Linked DNA regions of Ovis aries: region 1 is linked to region 2. The links are chromatin contacts, called in public Hi-C maps. All regions are on one chromosome and are shown on one strand. The core of a region is the stretch at or near the end of the contact, and the rest is flanking DNA. Distances in the headings are between cores, read along the strand shown. Region 1 overlaps KIAA1217 (KIAA1217 ortholog). Region 2 overlaps KIAA1217 (KIAA1217 ortholog).

Region 1 (4,073 bases), core at 720-3,219, 100 kb after region 2:
ACTAGCATAGCGTCTCCTTTTGATTCCCACACCTTCTGATCCTGTGAGTGTTACTGGGGATCCTTTGGGGGTCACTTTGGTTTTTATTGGTCATGCCACTCAGCATGTGGCATCTTAGTTCCCTGACCAAGGATTGAACTCTCGCACCCTGCATTGCAACCTTGGAGTCTTAACCCCTGGACCACCAAGGATGTCCCTTGGGGGCATTTTTAAGGCAAACTTGCTCAAATCAGGCCCTTCCCAGATGCACTTAGGAACTGCAAGAGGATGATTTAAGTTGGACTCAGGGAGCAAAAAATTATGGCAGTGGCGAAACTGTTCAGGAAGGTTTCTCTCTGTTGCCTTTTTTTGGTTCTTCTCCCAAAGAATATTAGCATGCCTGATTTCCTCACTAAAGGAGATGTGTGCAGAGGGCCTGCTGCTTTTAGTCAGGAGATTCCAAGGGACTCAGGAGAGTACCCAGTCCTTATTAGCTTTCCCTTGGTGACTGGCCAAATCTCTGCCCAGAACTAAGTGGGTCTTCTTGGGCTCTATCTGCCCACAGGGAACAGTCACATGACTACCCTGTGTTAGGATCCAGAGGTCTAAATTATTAATATTTTTTCTATTATAAAATTGTAGGAACTTCCCTGATGGTCCGGTGGTTAGGACCCTGTGCATCCATTGCTGGGAGTGGGGGGCATTGGTTCAATACCTGGTCAGGGAACTAAGATCCCACATGCCGCATGGTGAGGCTAATAAATAAGATACACAGACAGCTGGCTTCTTTAATATGGCATCATGTTCTACCTACCGCCCTGCAATCTCCCTTCTTACAACACCAGACTTGTAGAACATGACTTCTCCAGACTCCGTTCTATAACAATGGATGCATGTTCCCTAATTTATTTAAACCCAATTCCCCCCTTTTTGCCCTTTAGGGAGCCAATATCGTTTTAAAGATTTTTTTTTTTTTTTCACAATGAGGGAATGGGCATTTTCTGTGTTGGGATGGGACTTGCAGCTTTGATTGCCCCTTCCTGGCATCTCAGGGCTTCGCTGCTCTTTTTTCCTAGGAACGCCCCAGGTTTCCGGTGGGAAGACTCTCGGCGCCGTGGATTCCTCGGGGCCGCCCGGCCAGCCCGCGCCCGCCAGCGCCTCCGCGGTCCACGCGAGCCTGCTCGACATGAGGCGGAGCGTGGCCGAGCTCAGGCTCCAGCTGCGGCAGATGCGACAGCTCCAGGTATGGCCCGCGTTCCGGGGACGGTGTCCTCGGACACAGGCTCCTCCCCCGCCCGCCGCCTCCCGCACCCCTGGCCCCACAGCATCTTCCCGGTGGCGTTCTCTGCAGCATCCTTTGGTAGGGATGACAGCGCCAGGGTGCAGGCGCCGTGACACCCTGGGCTCCGCTCTCACACACGTCATCTTGGTCTAGAGCCTTCTGCCGCAACGACCGTCTGTAGCCACTTTAAGCTGCGCGTGCTTCTTACACATGAAAAAACCATTAAGCATCTGTTGTTGCTTCTTTCTTCCTTTTTTTTTTTTTTTTTTTGAGGAGAGATGGAAGCAGAGGGGCCCCGTGTCTTCCTGCTTCCTAGGGTTTGGCTTTTGCGCTTCCCCCGTGAGCACGTGCGGAAGTGCTGCCGGCAGCTCAGGGTTTTTGCAAGGGAAAAAAAAAAAAAAAACCTTTGTATTCAGAACTAGGAGTTTAAGAGGGTGAATTCATAAGGAAAAGGAGCCATCGTGGATGGTTTGAGAAAAACTGCATTATTATTGGGATAGTGCATCTTCCGTAATACTTCCCTTCCCTTTCCCATTCTTAGGAATATATGAACTACATGGGAATCAAAAGGCAGGGGAAAATTGCTGTCACCAGGCATGGTGAATAAATCCCATAAATCTGACTTGGCATGGCTGGTCCAGGGTAATAAGGAACTGCGAAGGTGTACCTTTATGAGATCATGTGTCTGCTCCAGGGATCAGCCTCACCCCTCCCTGCCCCTGGGGGTAGGCTGGTGACTGAGGATGTAGTGCTGGCTTAGATGATGCCCAGGCATCCTCCTCAACTTCGAGGAAGCTCGTGGTCCAGCAAACGTTAGTAAAAGGCAGACGCGTCCAGGAGCAGGGAGTAGCCACAGGTGTGGCATCCTCGGGCATGCAAGCTCCTGTGCGGCGAGTCCAGTAAGGAAAGGGCACTCCAAACCCCAGCTGCTCTCACACTTCAGCTTGCCATGCATGAGCCCTCCACTTCCCCCTACCTGAGTAAAGCTAAGAGTGATTTCCCCTTGTCCTCTACCTCTGGGAGAACTAACAGAAGGGAAGGTAGCTTGAGAGCCCGCCCTGAGCCCTATCGCAGATCACACTACTCATGCTTGGGTCTCCAAAGGCTAGTCCGGCGGCGTCCCAGACCCCTTGGACCTCCCACACAAGTTCACTTCAGTCCTCCCTGAATCACGTCGCAGGGGAAGTTCCCCATCCTCTGCATTCACTTTTCCTTGCTTTGCTGTTCTTAAGACTTTGCAGTGAAATGAAGTGTACAGGGTGGCACAATTCAGTGCCCACAGTGAACAGGCAGTAACTAAGCAAGCGAGTGGATGAGGGAGAGTGGCGAGTTGGCACCTCTAAAGGACAGTTGCCACTCCATTCCAGGCAGCTCTTAACCTGGTAAAATGAGAGTCCAGTGTTTCTAGATGTTTCAGTATCTCAAGAGAAGCTGGAAATAGAGGTTTTTGTTTTGTTAGTATTTATTTGGCCGCACCAAGTCTTGGTGCTTCCCAGGTAAAGAACCCACTTGCCAATGCAGGAGACCTAAGAGATGCGGGTTCTGTCCTTCCATTAGGAAGATCCCTTGGAGAAGGAAATGACAACCCACTCCAGTATTCTTGCCTGGAGAATCCCATGGACAGAGGAGCCTGGCCAGCTATAGTCCATGGGGGTCGCAGAGAGTCAGACACGACTTAAGTGACTGAGCAGGTAGCATACATGTCTTAGTTTGGCACCTGGGATCTAGTTCCCCAATCAGGGATGGGACCCAGACCCCCTACATTAGGAGCTCGGAGTCTTAGCCACTGGACCAAAGGGAAGTCACAGGACACACAGATGTTTTATATAAAATATCTAAGTTCATTCTAAAAGTGTTGGAAGGTAATTTAAAAATCGATTCTTTCATAATCTGCAGGCCAGAGGGCACGTGTGCAGGCCAGCAAGTGTCTGTGAGCTCCCCTGTTCTTTGCTGGTGCTTAAGGAGGTTCAGCCTCCCATCTTGCACTGCATCTGCCTTTTACTGCCACCTGCTGGTCAAATTGGAAATTGTGCGCTCCTAGTCTCAAGAGTCCGGAGAAGGCAATGGCACCCCACTCCAGTCCTCTTGCCTGGAAAATCCCATGGACAGAGGAGCCTGGTGGGCTGCAGTCCATGGGGTCGCTAGGAGTCAGACACGAGTGAGCGACTTCAGTTTCACTTTTCACTTTCATGCATTGGAGAAGGAAATGGCAACCTACTCCAGTGTTGCCTGGAGAATCCCAGGGACGGGGGAGCCTGGTGGGCTGCCGTCTCTGGGGTTGCATAGTCGGACACGACTGAAGCAACTTAGCAGGAGCAGCAGCAGTCTCAAGAGTCAGACACAACTTAGTGGCTAAACATTTGGACCCTCACAAGGAAAAAAAGTGCTAAATATGTCGTTTGCAAGGTAGTTCCTACTGCTTTCGAAAGTGAGCATTTGTCGGTGTGGGGTCAGAGGTGGAATTGCCGTGAAGTGTGGCAAATCTGATGCGGGGGGCCGTGATGTATGGGGTGGCGGCATCACCCTGCTGGTGGATGGCAGTGTTTGGTCCTCTGTTCAGGGTGAGGCGGGAGGTGAAGAGGGACCTCCCACAACTTGCCACTCCTTGTAACCCTTGAACTGAGGAGGCTCAGCTGCAGAATCATAGCTTCTCAAAGAGGTGCTACAGTCAGTTCGGGGTCACAATCTTAATTACTCAGGTTCCTTAATTGCCCCTGAGCTTTCCTGGCTCTCGGAGTAAAGAACATGGAGCAGGTGTGCTCTTTTCTTTAAAAAAAAAAAAAAAAAAGGAATTTATTTGGCCACACTGGGT
Region 2 (4,195 bases), core at 1,312-3,811:
CAGTTGTGTCCGACTCTTAGCGACCCCATGGAATGCAGCCACAAATGTCCCTCAGTGGGTGCACAGTGAGTAAATTGTGATACCTCCATGCTCTGGAGTACTGCTGCCATGAGAAGGGACAACTTTTGATACAAGCTACAACTTGGATGTCCCTGAAGGGAATCATGCACAGTGGGCAGAGAGCACCAACCTCTCAAGGTACTATTGCATTCATAGAAAACAGTATCAAGGGACTTCCCTGGTGGTCCAGTGGTTAAGAATCCGCCTTTTAGTGCAGGGCACATGGGTTCAATTCCTGGTCTGTGAACTAAGACGTAATATACTGCAGGGCAACTCAGCCCGTGTGCTGCAACTGAGGCCCAATGCAGCCAAATAAATAAAAATCTTAAAATGCTATTAAAATCGTACAAATAGGGAACAAATTAGTAGTTGTCAGAGGTCAGGGACTTCCTACAAAGAGGTAGCATGAGGGAGACTTCTTACGATGATACAATTATGTGTTGTGATTAGGTAGTAGTTACAGTTCAATGTCATAGAATTATACACACCCACACACAGGTAAATCTGCATAACCTTTGTGGGTGGTTCTGATGTCAATAGCCTGGTTTTCTTACTGGATTATGTAAGATGCCATTGTTGGAAGCAAGGGCGTGAGACCTCCTTGTGCATTTCTTTCTAACTTTCTATGAATGTGTAATTATTTCAAAATCAAAAAGTGCCACAAACAATTTACTAAGAAGTATAATAAACCTAGGAGGAAGAAGCAAAATATGTGATGTGATGGTGAGAAAAATAAATTGGTAGTCATGTTTTCCAGAAAATTGTAAATAAGCATCAGTTCTAATGAATTATTTATGGGAGTTGAAATCAAAATAAAATGGAAATGCCAGCAAGAAACAATGTAAGACCAGGGCACCTGATCAGAGTGAAAGCATTCAGAAAGCTTCCTGTTGTCTCAGAGAACAGAAAACCAAATATTTGATGTGCCTTTATGATGAAAAAATAGAATGACATCTAAACCAACCAATGCTATTTTAATTCATACAAAAATCACTTACTGAGTATCTGCTGTGTGTCTAGAAACCTACTAACATTACTAATTCCTATCATTAATTCTGAAAGAAGGTAGTTTTATCCCCTTCTCACTGATGATGAAACAGAGCCTACCTAAATGGGAGTCAATGACATATATAAAAGGTGGTGACAAAGGCAGGAGGTGACAGAGGCAGGAGTTTTTTTAAATAAGAGGAGACATTACTTATTTATTTATTTGGCTGCATCAGGCCATATTTGCACCATGTGGGATCTTTTTGCAGCATCTTTTGTTGGGATGTGTGAACTCTCTGGTTGTGGCGTGCAGCGTTAGTTGCTCAGAGGCATGTGAGATCTTAGTTCCCTGACCAGGGGTCGAACCCATGTCCCCTGCATTGCAAGGCAGATTCTTAACCACTGAACTACTAGGGAAGTCCCCAGCGGCAGAATTTGAACCCAGAGCTCTCTGATGTGTCTGTGTTGTTATAACTCCATTCTTCCTTCCTGAGCATGATGAATATTGAAACAAGTTAATTTTCTAAGGAGAATGCTCACACTGTTTTGAAGGTGAAATGTTTTTATGTTTAATGGATTGAAGTATGAATCATCTCTAAACTACGGACAGAACAGAAAGCTTTCACATCTACTCTTTGCAATTCATTTCATTGCCCAAACTATGGGCAAGACTTATAGCAGAATAGGAAGCTTTCATAGCTTCCCTTTTTCTTTGTCAACACTGAACAGCCCCTGTGAAGCTGGGTATCACAGGAACCCATCCTTCAACTAGTTGTGTTACCTGCAGGAGTAAAGAGCATCAGTTAACTTTCACATTTAGTGTTTTCCCAATAAAGCTATGAGCATTAAGCATGCAGTTTTTTTGTCTTGTTCTGTGTGGACGAGAAAAAGCTGATATTTTGAAGATCAAAGAAAACCACCAATCTATCCGACCATTGGTTAATTTCCCATTTGTAAATCTTGTTTCTGTTTCTTCTGATGCTAAATTTGATCTTGAAGCCCAAGTATTCTAAGATACCTTTTCACACACCCATTCACAGAGCCTGCGGGGATAACACACAAACACACACACAGGTTGGTAACAGATAGTTAAGAAAGAGGTGTTAGGGCTTAGTTTCTCCTGTTTGTTGAAAGCTATGAAAAAAGGAAACCTTGAAGATTCATCTCTGATCTAGCAAACTTTTTCTCCTTTTATTTTTTGTCTGGAATAAATGACTAAAGCTCTCCATTTTATAGGACTGAAAAGAAGGAGTACTTTTATCTTACTTGAAACATTGTTCGGCGGAAGCTTCTATTTACTGGCTCATAAAAGATTTTATGCCTCATCGTTGTACTTCGGCTGACTCCGGTGAATGTACTGGGAGATTTGAAGTGTGTTGCTTCCTGAAGTTAGAATTATAATCAGGTGTACTATTGAACCATCCAACTTTCCTTAATGTGTACAGATTTCTGCCTTGGCAGGAAGTCTTGAGGTAAGCCCAAATAGAGCATTAAGCAAAACGTGGCCCCAGACTCTGAAGACATGTATGAGCGCCCGCCTCTCTGTGCACAGACTTCAGAATGTGTGTGTTGGCTGCTGTACAACAGCTCTATCTGATGAAACAACAGAAACACCTGTCATGGGCTGAGCTCACCACTGTCTATAAAAATAGCAGGAGCGTTCTGATCCCAGCTCTGTCATGGAACCCTTGGGAATACCTTGGACAAACCTTGCCTCTTCCTGAGGCTTTAGTTTTCTCATCTGTTAAATCTTGACCCATTTCTCAGGATATTTGAGGGGGGGGGAACCCAACAACATTGACACTAGAGAGATGGTTATGAAAAGCAGAATATCTTCCAGAAATATATAGTGATGATTTGAGAAAGGGGAAGCATGGGTGTATGTTGTGCCCTTGATAAATGAATATACTTTTAGCAAGGCAAGAACAAAAGGAAAGTACCGGAAAGAATTCCCCAAAAAGCAGGCAGCTGTGATCCTAATGCCCTGATTCTTCACGTCCAGTCCTATTCTGGAGTCAGTACTTTTCCGAAAGGTCACCTCCAGCGTAGTCTTAACAGCACTCACTGTTCACGTGGCCGTGGACATGAAGAGTGACCAGGGAGCGCTGGCTGAGCGGACCTACAGAAGGTGGCTCTACAGAAAACTCATTTATCTCTTTGTCCCAAAAGATAGAGAAGTTATTTCTGAAATTTTTGTTTGACACTCTGAGTCTTCAATGAATGACCATTAATTTTTTTTTTCTCAATTTTTTGGTTCCGTAAGGTTTACCCGGATCAACGTAGTTATTGATTCTCTTACACATTGACCTTGAGAAGTCAGATAGCATGTAGTGAAAGCGCAGCCTCTGAAGTCAGGTTACTCTGGATCACAACCCAGCTCTGCCGTCTACCACTATGTGATGCTGGTCAAATAACCCAACCATTCTGTGTATCAGTGTCTTTGTAAAGATGTAGACTACTTCATAGTGTTGTAGTAAGGAGTAAATTAGGTTATGTTAATTGCTCAATGTAATACCTGAACCTGTAATTACTATATAGTTGGGATTATTATTGTGTTTCTTCAAAGCACTGCAGGCAAATAAATCCTGAGCAATCAGCCCACCTTCAAAATATATCCAAAAACTGACTACTTTTTACTGCTTCTGCTCCTAGTCCCCCAGTACCTCGTGCTAGGACTATTGCAGTAGCCTCCTAATGGATTCTCCTGCTTTCCCTCTTGCCACCAACAATCTCCATGGAGCAACCCGAGTGGCCATCCTGAATTGCATCACCTCACTCCTCTGCTCTGTGTACTCTATAACCCATCATCTGTTCAGAGTCCAGGCCATCCACCCTCTGGATAAGTTAAGTTTATCCCCATTAGGGCTCATCTTCTGCTCCCCTGCTCTCATCCCTCTGCTGCAGCTCCTGACCTCTTGGTAGTTCCTTTAACAGCCTAGTTTACTGCTGCTGCTAAGTTGCTTCAATCGTGTCCGACTCTGTGCAACCCCATAGACGGCAGCCCACCAGGCTCCCCATCCCTGGGATTCTCCAGGCAAGAATACTGGAGTGGGTTGCCATTTCCTTCTCCAGTGCATGAAAGTGAAAAGTGAAAGGGAGGTTTCTCATTCATGTCGGAATCCTAGTGACCCCATGGACTGCAGCCTAC

Evidence for each region. A called contact is a pair of places that touch in the nucleus more often than the background predicts.
Region 1: a contact with region 2 is called in a Hi-C map of mixed tissues, with 4 times the contacts expected there. The contact joins two enhancer-like sites. A contact is called at or near these places in 9 of 16 Hi-C or Micro-C datasets (hypothalamus, liver, mixed tissues and 4 more).

What each region holds. Positions count from the first base shown.
Region 1 is chr13:24,739,407-24,743,479 of ARS-UI_Ramb_v3.0, forward strand. KIAA1217 (KIAA1217 ortholog) reads left to right here. Exons shown (of 23, transcript XM_042230521.2): 10 at 1,056-1,222. Among named protein-coding and RNA genes, the nearest start is that of TRNAG-CCC, 4.5 kb to the right of the region's middle. Within about 2 kb of position 1,970, at least 3 of the 54 cell types and tissues checked have an H3K27ac peak or open chromatin away from gene starts, as enhancers often do.
Region 2 is chr13:24,636,285-24,640,479 of ARS-UI_Ramb_v3.0, forward strand. All of the region lies in intron 4 of KIAA1217 (KIAA1217 ortholog), which reads left to right. Among named protein-coding and RNA genes, the nearest start is that of TRNAG-UCC, 100 kb to the left of the region's middle. Within about 2 kb of position 2,562, at least 4 of the 54 cell types and tissues checked have an H3K27ac peak or open chromatin away from gene starts, as enhancers often do.